2 separate regions of the Mus musculus genome follow, and region 2 is linked to region 1. A link is a contact called in public promoter capture Hi-C data. All regions are on one chromosome and are shown on one strand. The core of a region is the stretch at or near the end of the contact, and the rest is flanking DNA. Distances in the headings are between cores, read along the strand shown. Region 1 holds the start of Abra (actin-binding Rho activating protein). Region 2 holds the start of Rspo2 (R-spondin 2).

Region 1 (7,820 bases), core at 2,437-4,936:
TATGTAATTCTCACAAAATAATCTAGGGTCTGGAGAGATAGCTCAGTGGATAAGAGCACTTGACTGCTCTTTAAAAGGACCCTGGTTCAATTCCGGGCACCACATGGCAGCTCACAACTTCTGTAACTCCAGTTCCAGGGTTCTAACATTCTCACACAGACATATATACATTTTGATAAAACAAAAATAATTCATCTTTTTTGGAAAAGGTATCTGAACTCTGATATTCATTGCAGTATTATTCACAAGAGCCAAGATATACAAACAACTTCATTATCTCCCCCATGCAGTGAGCCTTAAAAACAGCAAGACCCTGTCACTTGATCCAGCATAGATGAATATAGAAGACATGCTTCGCCAAACGCACGCACTAAAATATATAGCACTTAATTTGAATGACACATTGGATAATAAGAACAAAACAATGTCAAACTGAAAATAACAGTATTTAGCAGTGGCAGAGGAAGTATTGGAGAAACATATAGGAAAACCCAGGCTAAAATTACCCAGTAGCAGGTATGGAGGATGAGTAACGTGCACGATTAATGTATTAGGTTGGAAGTATAGTTAATAGAGTTGCTCTATGGATTTTTAAAATCAATTTTATCTGCTGTATAAGATGATTAATATGTTATTTTTCTTCACTATCCTTACCATCTTACTGTCTGAAAATACCCTATAATTTGCTATGAACCTATAAATCAAATAAATATAAAAATGAGCTTTTGAAATTGCTTTATATATACAAGACCTATAAAGATGTATAAAATATCTTTGGTGTAGTGACCTCATACAGCTGACTGTGAAAAATGGCTGCACTTGATTTAGAAGGGTAATATGTGTAAATATCTCTTTGCTTTTTCTGTTACCATACATGTGATCATATAGGAATAAATCAATATTGATTTGTTTTTATGTGTTTAAGTGTTTTGCCTGCAATTAACTGTTTACTATATGCAGGTTTGGTGCCTGTGGAGGCCAGAAGGCACTGAATATTCTGGAACTGGAGACAGTTGTAACCTGCTCTATGTGTGCTAGCAACTAGCTCAGGGTTCTCTGCAAGAGCAGCCAGTGCTCTAAGCATTGAGGCATCTGTGCTTCCTCCTACTGCAAGTCTCTCAACTAGTCTTTACTTCTGGCCTCCATCTCAACCAACAGTTTTAAATGTTACTTCACAAGCCTTTCACTGTGAACTAGTATTGATACAAATCATTGTCATTTCTTATTATTTTCATTTTTTTGTACCACATAATTAATGGGAGAATATATAATTCTAGGAGCTTGGACCTTGATAGAGAATATGAAGCTAACATTTTTTTAAAGCAATCAAAAGATTGTTACTTAAGGGTAGGAATGTCTGACAGGAAGAGGAAAAGTGTCGTAAACTCCTCTGTAAATGCCTGAGGGGCTGCAGTTGCCATCAAAGCCAAATGTCAAAGGGACAGACAGACCTTGAGGAGCTCCTCCCTGGCCCTGAAAGACCGTCTGCTGACAGTCTCAAGCCTCAGGCAGCCAACTGCAATGCTTGCTAATTGATGAAGCCCTGGTAACATGTCTGTCTGTAGTTCTGCTCTGTCAGGGTGGAAGCTGAACAACACTGAGCTGGAAAGTGGAACAGTCTCCAAGGAGGAAAAGGACCTGATCCCGGGCTGAGCGGCTGAGAGTGTCAGAGGGACCTGTCCTAACCATGACCTTCCGGGGGATGAGTGGAATCCAACTAGAACCCAGCCGTGTTTAATGAGTCTACATTTTTGGAAGGAAGACCAGGAATTATAAGCTGAGATTTATTTATTTTTATTAATCCTTGGTCCTTGTGATTCCATTTCCCACTTAAGAGGGATCCTGTCTCTGTACCATTGTTATCACATGCTGGTGAACTCAGAGAACACACCTAACAGATTTCTAGATAGAGTTTTAAAACATTTTCCAAATTGTCTAACTCCCCGGGCATGATGAAAAAAAATGACACTACACTTCTTTTTTGAAGTGAATGTGTCTATCAGAAGAAATTAACTTTTATATTTTTCATACTCTTCACAGGTAACAGTTCCCAACGTATGGTATGTCAAACTTGTAGAAATGGACAGAGTTTAAAGTCTAAAGCAGTGGCAAAAGAAAAACAAAGGTCTATTTGTCTTCAAGACATCATTCAATGCCCAGTCCTGCACATTTTTATCTGGTCTAATACACTGAATAGATGCTGTTTCTCTGTCACATGACTTCTCTTTTCAGTTCTATTAAAAATACTTATTTACTTGATGTCTGAATGTTCAAACAAATGTCATTGCCTGCTACCAAAGTTTTTATTATTAAAAACAAAGAGGAATATCTGTCTTCAGGACTGACCATCTGGTATTGGACAACCAATGGCTGAGCTTGTCCTTGGGGAAGACTATCTCTCCTGCTCCCAGTAGTCCTTAGTTTCCTGTAGTGTTTTGTATATGATCAGAGCCTCATCTAAATAACATTATATAGACTAGAGGGTTGCACTTATTTATTTAGCAAACACACAACAACAACAACAACAACAACAACAACAACAACTGATGAAAAAAGAAGCCATAAACTTGAAGGAGAGCATGTAGAGATATGGGAGGTTTGTAGGGAGAGAAGAAAATGAGTGATTATGTTACAACCTCAACGATAAAAGATAAAACTGAACTAAACTAATAGTTAATTGTTAAAATCCAGACAAGGTGGGAGCCAGATTGGTGGTGCATGCCTTTAAGTCTAGCACACAGTGGGCAGAAGCAGGTGGATCTCTGGGAAGTTGAAGAAAACTTGTTCTACATAGCAAGTTCCAGGCCAGGTAGGGGTACATAAGGAGACTTTGTCTAAAATAAAATAAAATAAAATAAAATAAAATAAAATAAAATAAAATTCAATAGTGCATGCTTCAGATAACAGCCATTATTTTGTCATTATATGGATTTAACCATTTTGATATTTTAAGAGATTATTTTAGTCATAATTTCTAAAATACATAAAAGTAAAATTTAATTTTATGTCATTAGAAGAGTTTACTGTCTTAATATTAATATATATATCATGCTAATGTATATTAATAGGATGTCAACAATAGTAAGCCTTTCAACATTTAGACCTCATTTTCCTCTGGGTGTCAATACTTCCATCTGGAAAATGAAGATCTGAGCAGACAGTCTTCTATAATTTGTTTCTAATTGTTATAGATTAAAAGGAAGCTCCAGCTTCGAACCTCTCATGATTTTAATCTCATATATTATTATCTGCAGGGAGTAAGATACCTTTTCACTCTGCTATTAAAGGAGACCAAATAACAGCTGTATTGAGGGCTACCGAGATTTAACTGAGACAACAAGCCCTGAACAGTCTAGGACAATCTGAGCACTAACTGTACACTCCTCTAAATGGTTGGATCATATTTTAAGGTCAAGGAAAACATAAAGCTGAGCACATGATTCAATCTAGTGCTTTCCACTCTGGCACTTGGAGGAGAGAGGAGGGAACATATCCGTGTCCTTTGCCACCAGAAATGTCCCTCTGCTGTGATGAAATGGGACTTGTCAGGGTTTAAAAACAGAACACCGTCAGGGCCATGGCACCACATCTTGGCAAGAAATACTTTGCATAGTTTCCACCGTCACAGGCTCTCCTTCCCACTCACACCCTGCTTCTATTTAAATCCCAGGCATCTCTCTCAACCACATTCCCCTTTAGCTGGTGCCCAGGCTGTCAGCAGAGAAGAAACAGGTAGCATGGCTCCAGGAGAAAGGGAAAGGGAGGCGGGGCCGGCCAAGAGTGCCCTCCGGAAGGTCCGCACAGCAACCCTGGTTATCAATTTGGCCCGAGGTTGGCAGCAGTGGGCGAATGAGAACAGTACCAAACAGGCCCAGGAGCCTGCAGGCTGGCTGCCGGGAGCAACTCATGACCTACCTAACGCTCCTAAAGAAGCCGGTCCTTACCAGCATGCCCCCAAAACTCTGTCTCCAAAGCCAGATCGAGACGGAGAGGGACAACACTCAGAAGAAGCCACCGAGGTCTCCCACATTAAAAGGAAAGAGGTGACCAGAACGGTTGTCAGCAAGGCTTATGAGAGGGGAGGAGATGTGAACTACCTGAGCCACAGGTATGAGAATGATGGCGGCGTGTCTGAAGCTATTCAGCCAGAGAATGACATTGACAGAATCCTTCTTAGTCACGACTCGCCAACACGGAGAAGAAAATGCACCAACCTGGTGTCTGAGCTGACCAAAGGCTGGAAAGTGATGGAACAGGAAGAGCCCACGTGGAAGAGTGACAGCGTAGACACAGAGGACAGTGGCTACGGAGGGGATATGGAGGAGAGGCCTGAGCAAGATGCAGCGCCTGTGGCTCCTGCCAGGATCAAACGCCCCTTGCTCTCCCAGTAAGTGAATACATCCTTCTACTCCTTATGCCTCAATCACAAGGAGTTCCAACTAATACTAAAAGTATAGAGGGCAGACGATAAATTGCCAGTTAGAGTGGGTTCTTTTGGGTAGCACATCCCTGACCTGAAAGAACAGTGCTAACTAACTTCGGCTGTGGCTCTTCTGGTCCATGCCATCACTGATTTACCTACAAGTGGGAATTGCTGTCAGCACTCTTCTCAGGCTTCCTGAATTAGACTTGTACATGGACCACCTTCTTGGTGTAGTAGAAATGCATATAAGCTTAGAAAATGAGACACTGAGACACTAAGACACACGAAAGTCACATGAACACCGAGGCAGCTGGAAAGGTTTCCGGAACTAGAGCTTGTTTTATAATCCCCATGCTACTCGAATTCCCTTAGCATAAAGCAAGATGTCAGTTTTATTGATCTTGGTAACCTCTAAAGTGCAGGGCTTAAGGGGCTTTAAAACAAAGAGAAAAAAATAAAAAACAAAAAAACATGGCCTTTTACTTTTCTGTGTGTGTGCACATGAGTGTGTGTATGCATTTGTGCATGCACGTGTACATTCTGTCATTCACCTCTCATATACAAGACAAGTATCTCACTAAACCTGAGGTTTGCCATTTTGCCTCACCTGGCTGACCAGGATGTCTGTCTGCTTTTCAGTGCTGGGCTTCTATAAACGTTGGCCATATTTTTATTTTTATTTTTATGTGGGGTCTGGGGATTCAACCTCAGGTCCTCATGTTGGCATTGCAAGAACTCTTAACTATCTCTCCAACCTAGCTTGATACTTACTCCCACTCCCTTCCCCCCATTCCAATGAAAAGAATGCTTTCCTTGGACTTGGGAATAGTTACCAATTTGTAAAAAGAATCAGAGGCCTGGGTCTCAAGCTTGTTAGAAAGGAGAATAAAGGTCATAATTGTTCAGCAATGATGGTGCTGCAATTTAGATAGTAGTCTTGACATGTGACACCCCCCCCTTACACACACACACACACACACACACACACACACACATTGATTAGTTAAATTAGTGACAGTCCCTGGGCAGTGCCAATAACCAGCATTTCTGAGCATAGTGGAATGAGGAGCTGGGGTTCTTTAGCCACAAAGACAACTGGGCACTGACTGTGGGGGTCACAACCATCTCCCTTCATACCGGTACATCCCAAACATGTACTGGGAAATTCCTTCTTAAGACCTCTTGACCCACTGAAGCTGCCATTCAGGTGAAGGACATTTTCTAGAGACTGCTCAAGCTTAAGAAATTGAGATAAACTTGTACTGTATGGGGATCTCCCCAGTTAACCTTGCTGCATGTTTATCTCCCTCTGGCTAGGAAAAAAAAAAAAGAAAAGAAAAGAAAAAGAAAACCAACCAAACAAACAAAAACCCTCATTCCCTTCCCATTCTAGCCTAACAGCGAGAGGACTTAAGAGGATTTTCTGAACATGGGAATTAATGAAATTTCGCCATCTGGTGGATGTTATTTCCTTGAAAATAACTTTCGAGGGTGCATCTAAACCGTATATAGGTTTGGTGTCTGTGTTTGATGGGCTATTTGTGTGTGTGGGCTGCTTGTGTGTGTCTTCCTTACAGCAAACACTTGCGCCCTGGCACTGTGATGACATAAGAAGTCCACAAACTCAGGCTATTCTGATAGGACAGAGCTCATGACCCCAGGGACAGAGACTGAAATGCTTTAGAAGCAGTTAAGTAAGCAGTTGCTGTGTGATTCACTGAGCCCTTTGTCTCCTGAGCCCATTTGTCATGGAGAATTTAGAAGTTTGTACCTTGACAGATAAGCCTGGCCCACTCTCGGGCTTAGAACAGTGACTTATGAGTGCTCATAGGGCCCTGCCATGCCACCCATGGGGACAGTGCTGGAATGGCTCGTTACACCTTCAAGTCCAAAGCTTCCAGATGTGAGGCTACTTAACGCTCTGGAGATAAAGTTGGGTGCTTTGTGAAGATGGACTCCTCCCTCTGTTTTAGAGGAAGCAGTATTTTTTTTTTAAGTTACATCCTGACGGCTTAACTTGGCTTCAAAGTCCAGTCTTAGCCTACTGCTTACAGTTCTGTGTCTTTAGGGTGCTCCTGTGTCTTCCTGGCTTCAGTTTCTTCATCTACACAGCTGAAATATCCATTTTTAAAGATTGCGGAGAATAATAAGTATTTAGAAAAATGCCAGCCAAATAGTGTTCAATAAATGTTTTTGGTCTTCTACCTGTGCAACCCATTACTTTAAAAAATGTGTGTTCATCATTGACCCTAGTGTAAACAGGCTTTCATAAAAACAAACAGACAAAACCTAAATAAATATGGAATTCTATGTAGAACTACTCCAATCTGTATAGCAGTACCAAATGCATGTTTGGGAAATAGCTCTTATCAGAAACCCTCTAAGAACTGATTCTAGTTCAAGAATGTTTGACATGCAACGTTTTAGTAGATGGCCTCACACTCTATGTAAGGAAGGTTTTGTGTTTTGTTTTTTAAAGCTTGAGTTTAATATCACTAGTGGCTAATCCATCATTGTTATTGATAAAGAAAGTTGTGACATATACCACGACAGAGACTACACATGGGAAGTACACGGGGTCCGGCACTTGCTTCATGTATTCACTTTGCTTCTCCACTTCTCTCCGCTAGGGCAAACAGGTACTCTGAGACACTCAACTGTAAGGCCCATCGGAAATACAGCCAAGTGGACAACTTGAAAGGGAGGTGGCAGCAGTGGGCCGATGAACACGTCCAGTCCCAGAAGCTCAATCCCTTCAGTGACGAATTTGACTATGATCTAGCCATGTCCACTCGGCTCCACAAGGGAGACGAGGGCTATGGCCGCCCCAAAGAGGGAAGCAAGACAGCTGAAAGGGCCAAGCGAGCGGAAGAGCACATCTATCGGGAAATTATGGAACTGTGCTTTGTTATCCGCACAATGGCTCGCCACAGACGAGATGGCAAGATCCAGGTTACTTTCGGAGAACTCTTTGATCGCTATGTTCGAATTTCTGATAAAGTCGTGGGCATCCTCATGCGTGCCAGGAAACACGGACTGGTGCACTTTGAAGGAGAGATGCTATGGCAAGGCCGAGACGACCATGTTGTGATTACTCTCCTTGAGTAAGCCCGCAACAAATCCACTCACCGCTGATAAATAGTAATGTGTTACAAGCTCCAAGGCAAGCTGCTCTGCAATGTTATCAATATTAAATGATTTTATATAAATGGCTTTTGGTACTGTTTCTATGAGGTTACTATGTGAAGATTTTGACGAAGACACTCGACTTTTTGGAAGAATGTATTAAGACTATCAAACATAGTATATTGATATTTGGAATTCCACTTACCTTTTTAAGCAAAAATTTCTGGCCTTCATTGATAAAATTATTATAAATTGAAAAGTACACATTACA
Region 2 (7,820 bases), core at 3,854-6,353, 1.3 Mb before region 1:
TTGGAGAATCAAACATTTATACATTTTAAAAACATTAAATAAGTAATTATGGTGGGACTTTTTAAAACAACAAGTTGGGCTAGATAAGAACTGATCTGTGACGTTAGTGAAAATTTTTCTTATTAATTTAATTTATCTATACAAACATAATAAATGAGCATGTGCCATCTCATGTAGGTAGGAAAACGGACATTTAACATATTTAAGAGGAAAAATTTTCATAATCCATACTGACACAATGTCACAAAATGCCAAAATTGTCCCAGCCTGTAATACTACATGTACCCTTAACAAATATCAACAATGAATAAAAACATTGTGGGAAACTTTAGTCTGAGGCTATGAATATCTGATAACATAAAAGATAAGAGACTCTGAATCAGTCAGTGAATGAAAGCAAGAGTCAGTGCCAAATTCAACCAAATCTGTGAACATAAACACTCAAGATTCAGAAAAAGCTGAGTCTGTCCTACCCTAGCCCTGTCCTGCAGACAGGAGATCAATCATGAGCATTCTCTGTATGCTGCGGAAACTATGCGTCTGCCACCTCCTGAATGTGACTGTGAAGCAATGCCATGGGCAGTATTCTGCCAGCTGTAGCCTATGTGAGGGGAAGACTGACAAACTCCACTCCAGCACATTCTTTAAGGTTTTCTTCATTTATACTAATATACATAAAAACCACTCTGAAAAGGCAAAAGCCAAACAGAAAAGAAACATACTTTCAACTCAAATCAGAAGACATAATTTGTATTAACAGGCTACATTTTACAACACAAAAGACAGCACGAAGACAATAGAGAAGGAATATATTACATCTTCAGAGAGATAACTGAAAAGGAAATAAAATGATTTACACATACTAGGGGCGCATGGTTTTGTTTAAAAGCCAAGAATTACTAGTTAAAACTTTGCTGCAAGCACACTGAAATAAAAAAGTAATTTATTCTTATTTTATGTGCGATCATGTTTTGCCTACATGTATGTCTGTGAGAAGGTGTCAGATCCCTGGAACTAGAGTTAACAGACAGCTGTAAGCTGCCACATGGGTGCTGGGAGTTGAACCATAGTCCTTTAAAGGAGCAGCCCATGCTCTGAAACACTGAACCATCTCTCCAGCCCACAAAGCCACTTTGGTTACTAATAATTAAGAAATGTATTGTTGGGGCCGGAGAGGTGGCTCAGCAGTTAAGAGCACTGACTGCTCTTCCAGAGGACCTAAGTTCAATTCTCAGCAACCATATGGTGGATCACAACCATCTGTAATGAGATCTGATGCCCTCTTCTGGTATGTCTGAAGACAACTCTAGTGTACTCATATACATAAAATAAATAATTCTTAAAAAAAAAGAAATGTATTGTTTGTTTTTTAGTGAGAAAGAATTTTCATACAATGAAATATCATTAAATCTTTATGGAAGCAATTTGAAGGGAAGAGAGAGAGAGAGAGAGAGAGAGAGAGAGAGAGAGAGAGAGAGAGAGAGAGAGAGAGAGGGGCAGAGACAGTGAGAGACAGAGAACACAAAGGTATATGGTATATGCAACTGTCCAGTTCAACTTTCCTAGTTTTAGGAATTTATCATGTAAAATCATGTGAAGCAGTACTTTTTAAAATCAGAAAAAAAGATGACAATGTAGGGAATTGACTAAATAAAATGCAAATGTACATGATTTTATGAAAGGAAAAAAAATGACAGTGAACTGAACTCCAAGGCACACTTAAAACATTGAGGTCTGAATTAGTATCCATGTCGCTCCAAAGAGAGACACTAGGATGCTAAAGAGGTAAGAACACATGTATAAATGTACATAGCTTCACATATATGTGAGTATACACACACACACACACACACACACACACACACATTGATTGGCAAGCACAAAAATAGCTAAAGGATTTACCTCTGAACATCTACTCAAATGTGGGAAGCTATACGAAAGTAAAACACACTCTAAGAAAGAGAACAGGCTGCCTGGGAGAGGGAGGTGCCAGGGGCTTAGACAGGAAGGTAGTTTTCAAAAACTGAAAACTTAAGCTATCTGAATGAATGATACAAAATAAAAGAAGACACAAGAATTTCCAGTCACCTGAGATATCTCACACTCCTGTTCTTTCAACCTTCTAGCTGAAAGGAGAAAGAGCCATGAGAAACTGTTAAAGGTAAGAAAATGGCATGCATAAATACACCCACTTGATTGATAGGCACCCATATTTTATTAAGACTATATTCAGCTCTGGAAGTGTGGAAGTGGACTCATAACTCAAAAGGCTTTTCAAGAATAAACTGTTTCCAAGGGAGAGAGCCATTCTGATAGCAGTGAATGATGTGGAGTATGCCTCATCAGTGTGTTTTGTAAACAAACACTGGGCACACACCTATTTACAAAGCTCCTTAATGAAACCAGTCAACTAGAAGAAAATATCTCTTGTCTCCAGAATGGAGTGACTGTGAACCACCAGCTCTAACAACAGCACATTCTGAGCTTAGAAACAAAAGGAAGCAAAGATACGTACGGGATTAAGATCTTTCACAGTTTGGGATCCAGTGAGGCTATGCTTTAAGTGGGAGACTGATCCTAGATTCTTGAAATAAATACTTAGTGTGGGGACAAGGAAAAGATTTTATACAGATAAGTTTGTGGCAAAAATCAAGCGTAAGTCTTTAAATACAGCATTGTGACAGACTTTAAGGTTCTGTTCTATCCTTTACAAAGATGGAGGAGACCAGAATATGATAAAAAAATACTCAGGCATCTTTTCTCCCAGTGTCTATCTTTGTGTGTGTGTGTGTGTGTTATTAAACACATTTGACCATAGGCTGCAAAAGTGATGTGTTAAATTCTTTTCTCACACATTGAACACTGAAGCTGGCCACTCTAAAATATTTCAGGTTAAGACAGGGCAACTCAAAGGAGCGACATTCTGAAGTATTGGGGGATAAGCAGCCCATAAATCCAATCTATTCACTGATGACTTTGCTCTCAGACACCTTAGACCCCATGGCAAATTCCTAAAAGATGGATTTTAGGTAGAAGAGGTGAAAGGGAACTTGATCTAATTTCCTGAAACTACTGCCATAGAAGTGGAGATCCAGATAACTGTGCAAAGTAACCCAGTGAAGTAGTGCGACATACCCTTGTGTTTGTGCTCATTTGAATGGTTGCTGATAAATGCATCACTCTTAAGTGTGTTCAGAGCTATGCAGGAACCGAGAAGCTTATTTAGGGAAGCGTTTTCTTTCCTCTTGAATTTCATCCTTATAGGACAGCACACTGGGTGAGAGGAGAGAGTGCTGCTTATCAAGCTGGAGAGAGAATAGCCTATGCTGAGTTGTTTCCAGTCATTTCCAAATTTTGTGATAAAATGTCAACAGTTAAGAACACTGTGTGCTCTTCCAGAGGACTGAGGGTTCAATTCCCAGCATCCACATGTCCACTGACAACGGTCTGTAAGTCTATTCCCTGGAGATCTGACACCCTCTTGTGGCCTTGAAAGGGACCAGGAACACATGCAACATACTTGCACACACGCAGGCAAAACACCAACACACACACACACACACACACACACACACAAACACACACACACTAAATATATATTTTTTTAAATAAAAGTTGAGGATTTGAGAAGCTGGGTCAAAGTAACTGCTTCCAAGTGTCCTGTCAGAAGTTTGCACCCTGTGGGCAAGTCTCATGGCTCAATTTTCTTATCAAGGAAACGGCACCAGTAACTTCAACTCTGGCTCACTTAGTCGTTCTCAGGGACCCCAATTCCTAGAACAGAAATATCACAGCCAAATAGTGGAGTGATTAATAAACATGGCTATTAAAGCCCCCATTACTTCTATATGATTCTTCAGTTCAAATTTCTGAGCCCATGCAGAAACTGAAGGAACAAAAGGGAGAATTGAAATAGTACAAAATGTTATTAAGGAGCCTGGGCTGGGCATGTGTTTGTAATCCTAGCTCTTAGGTGGTGGAGGCAGAGGGATTGGGAATTCTAGGTCAGCCTTACTAGGATGAGTTCCAGGTTGGCCTGGGCTACAACCCAATCTCAAAAATAAAACCAACCAACAGCCACTAAAAAGCTACAGTAACAACGTGCCTAGTAACACATTTAAAGAGACGTCTATATTGCCACGTCTAATATTATAGATTCTTATCTTTTGCTCAAAGAAGACATACATTATTTCCCTATATTGCCAAGTCTAACATTATAGATTCTTATCTTCTGTTCAAAGAGGAAATACATTATTCCCAATAGCAGTGAATGTATGGCAGACGATTTCACTAGATTAAAATTGGTAGCACCTAATGTTTTTAATGAGTGATATAGTAAGTAGTTCTCCAACTCAGGGCATTTGAAGTTTAATTCAGACCTTGGGAAACAAAGGAGGGGTAAAGATTAAGAACAAAACAAACTAGTGGTAAACATTCGATTTCTGAAGAAGAAAGCTCCCAATTTTTTGAGTATTGCAAAGTATCACATATGTTTGTGAAATCTGTTGGGAAAAAAATAAAGTAAAGGAAAAAAAACAGCTGTGTGGAAAGGTAAAGGCAATGGGAAATACTAAACTTACTCCTTAAACTGAGCATGCGTTTCAATTTCTGGGGACGTCTGCCTTCAGAGCAGGGCTAGGATTTAAATTTTGGGAAAAGGGCAGAGGTTTGTCTTCTTGTTTTTTTTTTTTTTTTAAAGGCTGAAGTGTTTTTTCAGAAGCAGCAGTCTCATCCTGGCACTCAGGAGGAAAGTAGAAGGTACCTTCAGTTCCCCATCAAATTCTTCTGGAGAAAGGCTAATTGGTGAGGTGGGAATCGACTCCATTGTTCCCGAGAGGACACCTTGGGTGTGAACAGCAAGGGCAGGCCATATCGCTCACCCTAGGTGCTCTTCAGTTTAGACCATCCCTCTGGGAAAGCCGGGTGAGCATTATTTTTCTTACACGAAGCTCTCTGCATGCCGTCAGTACTCTTTAGGACCTCAGGGAAACCCGAGCGTTTCTGGCTTTAGGACCCAGGAACTCTGAGGCAGCCTGGCTTTAGATGTCTTGGACCACAGCACCACCTACTTATAGAAGCATCCCGAGCCTTAGCTTGTCTGCATCTCCATCGGAAAGTGCGCTGGCTACATCCCTTCGGCCTCCGGGCAGTGTTCTGTCTCCCTTAGCTCAGGCAGCGAGAAACTTCAGCTGCGAAGTGGTGGTGGAGAGAGCCCTGGGAGCAGCGACTGGACCCGGACACCAAGAAGAGAGTGGACGCGCCCCTCGACTAGGAATCGCTCTCGCAGGCGGAGACCCAGCATCTCAGCGCCTGCGGTCGCGCTTGCCCGGCCGCGCGCTTTTGCTAGGCGCCGCCAGCCCCGAGGACCCTCGGGGTCCGCGGACCCTTCTGCAGCCGGCGGAATCCTAAAGCTGCCAAGAGCTCCCGGCGGGTGTCCGCAAACTTTTTCCGAGCCCACGTGCTGACCAAACAGCCCGGCTCGCTTCCAGAGCCTGGCATGGAGCGCCGCGCCTAGGCACGCCGTGCAGCCCGAGAGACGCGAGCGCACGGTAGGCGATCTACACCTGGTGCTGGGGCGCTGGGATAGCCCATCCGGGGAGCGAAAGGCTTCAGAGCGCCCCTTGAAAGCCCTGCGCTCGGCTGCTTCTAGAGCGCCTTTCCTTCTGCAGAGCTCGCACAACGCCCTTTCTCCAGGGTCAGAAGGCAGTGCTCCGCAGAGGTTGCTAATTCACTGATTGTAATCACCTTCCTCTCCAAGTCTCCTGCAGCTGTGCCATCTGCGTTAAACTGCTGCGTGGATCGTGCCAGTGAGTTCGCGTCCTCCCTCCCTCCTTTCTTTAAACTAAGAGGCGCGAAGGTGCAGGTACCTCCTCCGGGTTCTCTCAGTCCTCCACCCACCCAGCTTCTCTTTTCCTCCTCTCCCAGGTTCACCGTGGAGGGAGAGATGCTCATCGAGCCAAATTGATCATTGCAGCCGCAGGGCAGTGACATCTGTCTCTAAGTCCTCCCTAGGAGCGCGACCCGCACTGTCTCCTTCCAGGAGCCCGTCATTTCCTCGACTTTTGAGAGGTGTCTCTCCCCAGCCCGACCGTCCAGATGCGTTTTTGCCTCTTCTCATTTGCCCTCATCATTCTGAACTGTATGGATTACAGCCAGTGCCAAGGCAACCGATGGAGACGCAATAAGCGAGGTGGGTCGCGCTCGGCTGAAGGTGCGTGGAGTTCCTGAGTGGGTGGGAGTGCTTATTCACATTTAGGCTTTAGGGACTCGAGGGACAGGACTGTGCTCTGCACCCCAGTTTTTGTGTGGGCTACCACTGACCATTCTCAGGGTCACAGAACTCCACAGAAAGCTTCCTTCTGTCCCTAGTGGGTGCGATGGGACCTTAGAAGCATTGGGAGCTTGATGTGCTGGGCTTCCCTCCCGCAAGCGCCCAGGGATTTATCATGTGGTTCACAGTCTGTGCCACCTCTCCTGAACTCTTCTTTGGATCACATTTCTTATGTGGCACCATTTTTCTAGTTTTCTCCTTTTGTCTTCTTAATCATCTTCCTTGAAGTCCAAGTGTCTTTAATTTCCCGACCCACGTGTGCCCTAAATCCTGCTCCAGATAATTTTAGACATGGTCTGGCGTGTGTGTGTGTGTGTGTGTGTGTGTGTGGAGGGGGTGTTGTTGGGGAGAAATGTCAAGTTGCATGGGAGAACCTGAGTTGCGGAGAAAAAAAAAAGCTACACTGTTCCACTTTTCCGGAACCCTAGCAGAGATGGGAATTTAATGAATTAAGTAGCGACTCCTACTCTGGCTTTCTCAGGGAGTTCTCCCCTACAGCGTGAATGTTTGTTACAAATAAGCCCACATTGCCCTGTTTGTTTTCTCAAAAGCGGCAGTTTCTGGGAAGGGTTTTGTACTCAATGAGATTCATGTGAGTCTTTTTAAATGCTAGCTTCTCCATCCATCACTTGTGTGAAGGGTGAAGGCAGATGGAAGCCTCCAGAAAGATTTCAGAGAATTCAACTTTAGTGTGCACATATTTCTGGACTCCTGTCTTCCAGTCTTACTGGGGAGGGGCAGCTAAACCAAGGGCATTTTTTGAGCCAGACACAATGAAGTTTTCTGTAGCGACGTAAACACGTACAGCATCACACAGACATAGCGTTGAAGTACTAGCACAGGGCCCTTTGTTAGCACCTGAGGAGAGTCAGTTGTCTGACCACCAATTTGGTCTTTTTACACTGATAGAGTTTGTCATGAGGCTTGGAGACCTTGGCTTTGTTTTTCCAGGCTATAAACGACTCTGATGGGATAAAGACTCTGGCCCTGAAGCTAGTTTTGGAGGGATCAGTGCTGTTGTTGACATTTTGAGGGGGCATTAAGCTTTCCTCATGAGCTGAAGAGCTTGGCCTATTCCAGAGCAAAACTTCACGTCATCCATGGTGTGTGACAATCAACGAACTAGTGTTTTTTAATTTGCTACATGTCTCTGGCTTATTATAAAGAACACATATATCCACCCCAGTCTTTTTTTTTTTTCTGCATCATTTCTGACATTTGAGGAATGTTTCTTTATTTCAGAGGTTACTACATATAAAACATCATGGAGAAAGTCCTCTTCAAAAGCTGGGAGAGTTTGATGTTGCTACCCAACTTTGAAAAGTGACTCTTTATCTCTTCTCACCTCTTCCAACAGGACCCTTTCTCCATGCCATTATGTTTTCAGGTGTTGTTTGGCAGATGTGGCAATACTTATATCATTATTACTATTATTATTATTATTATTATTATTATTATTATTATTATTATTATATTGTGGTCTGCAGTG

Evidence for each region. Promoter capture Hi-C pulls out the DNA fragments that hold promoters and counts their contacts.
Region 2: a contact with region 1 is called in a promoter capture Hi-C map of hippocampal neurons, with 2.3 times the contacts expected there. The contact joins the promoter of Rspo2 here to the promoter of Abra in region 1. A contact is called at or near these places in 2 of 39 promoter capture datasets (the C10 cell line and hippocampal neurons).

The regions. Positions count from the first base shown.
Region 1 is chr15:41,865,586-41,873,405 of GRCm38.p6, reverse strand. It overlaps Abra (actin-binding Rho activating protein), which reads left to right and starts at 3,686. Exons shown (of 2, transcript NM_175456.4): 1 at 3,686-4,387; 2 at 7,054-7,820. The coding sequence starts at 3,738. The coding sequence ends at 7,531.
Region 2 is chr15:43,168,101-43,175,920 of GRCm38.p6, reverse strand. It overlaps Rspo2 (R-spondin 2), which reads left to right and starts at 5,103. Exons shown (of 6, transcript NM_001357956.1): 1 at 5,103-5,549; 2 at 5,926-6,190. The coding sequence starts at 6,097.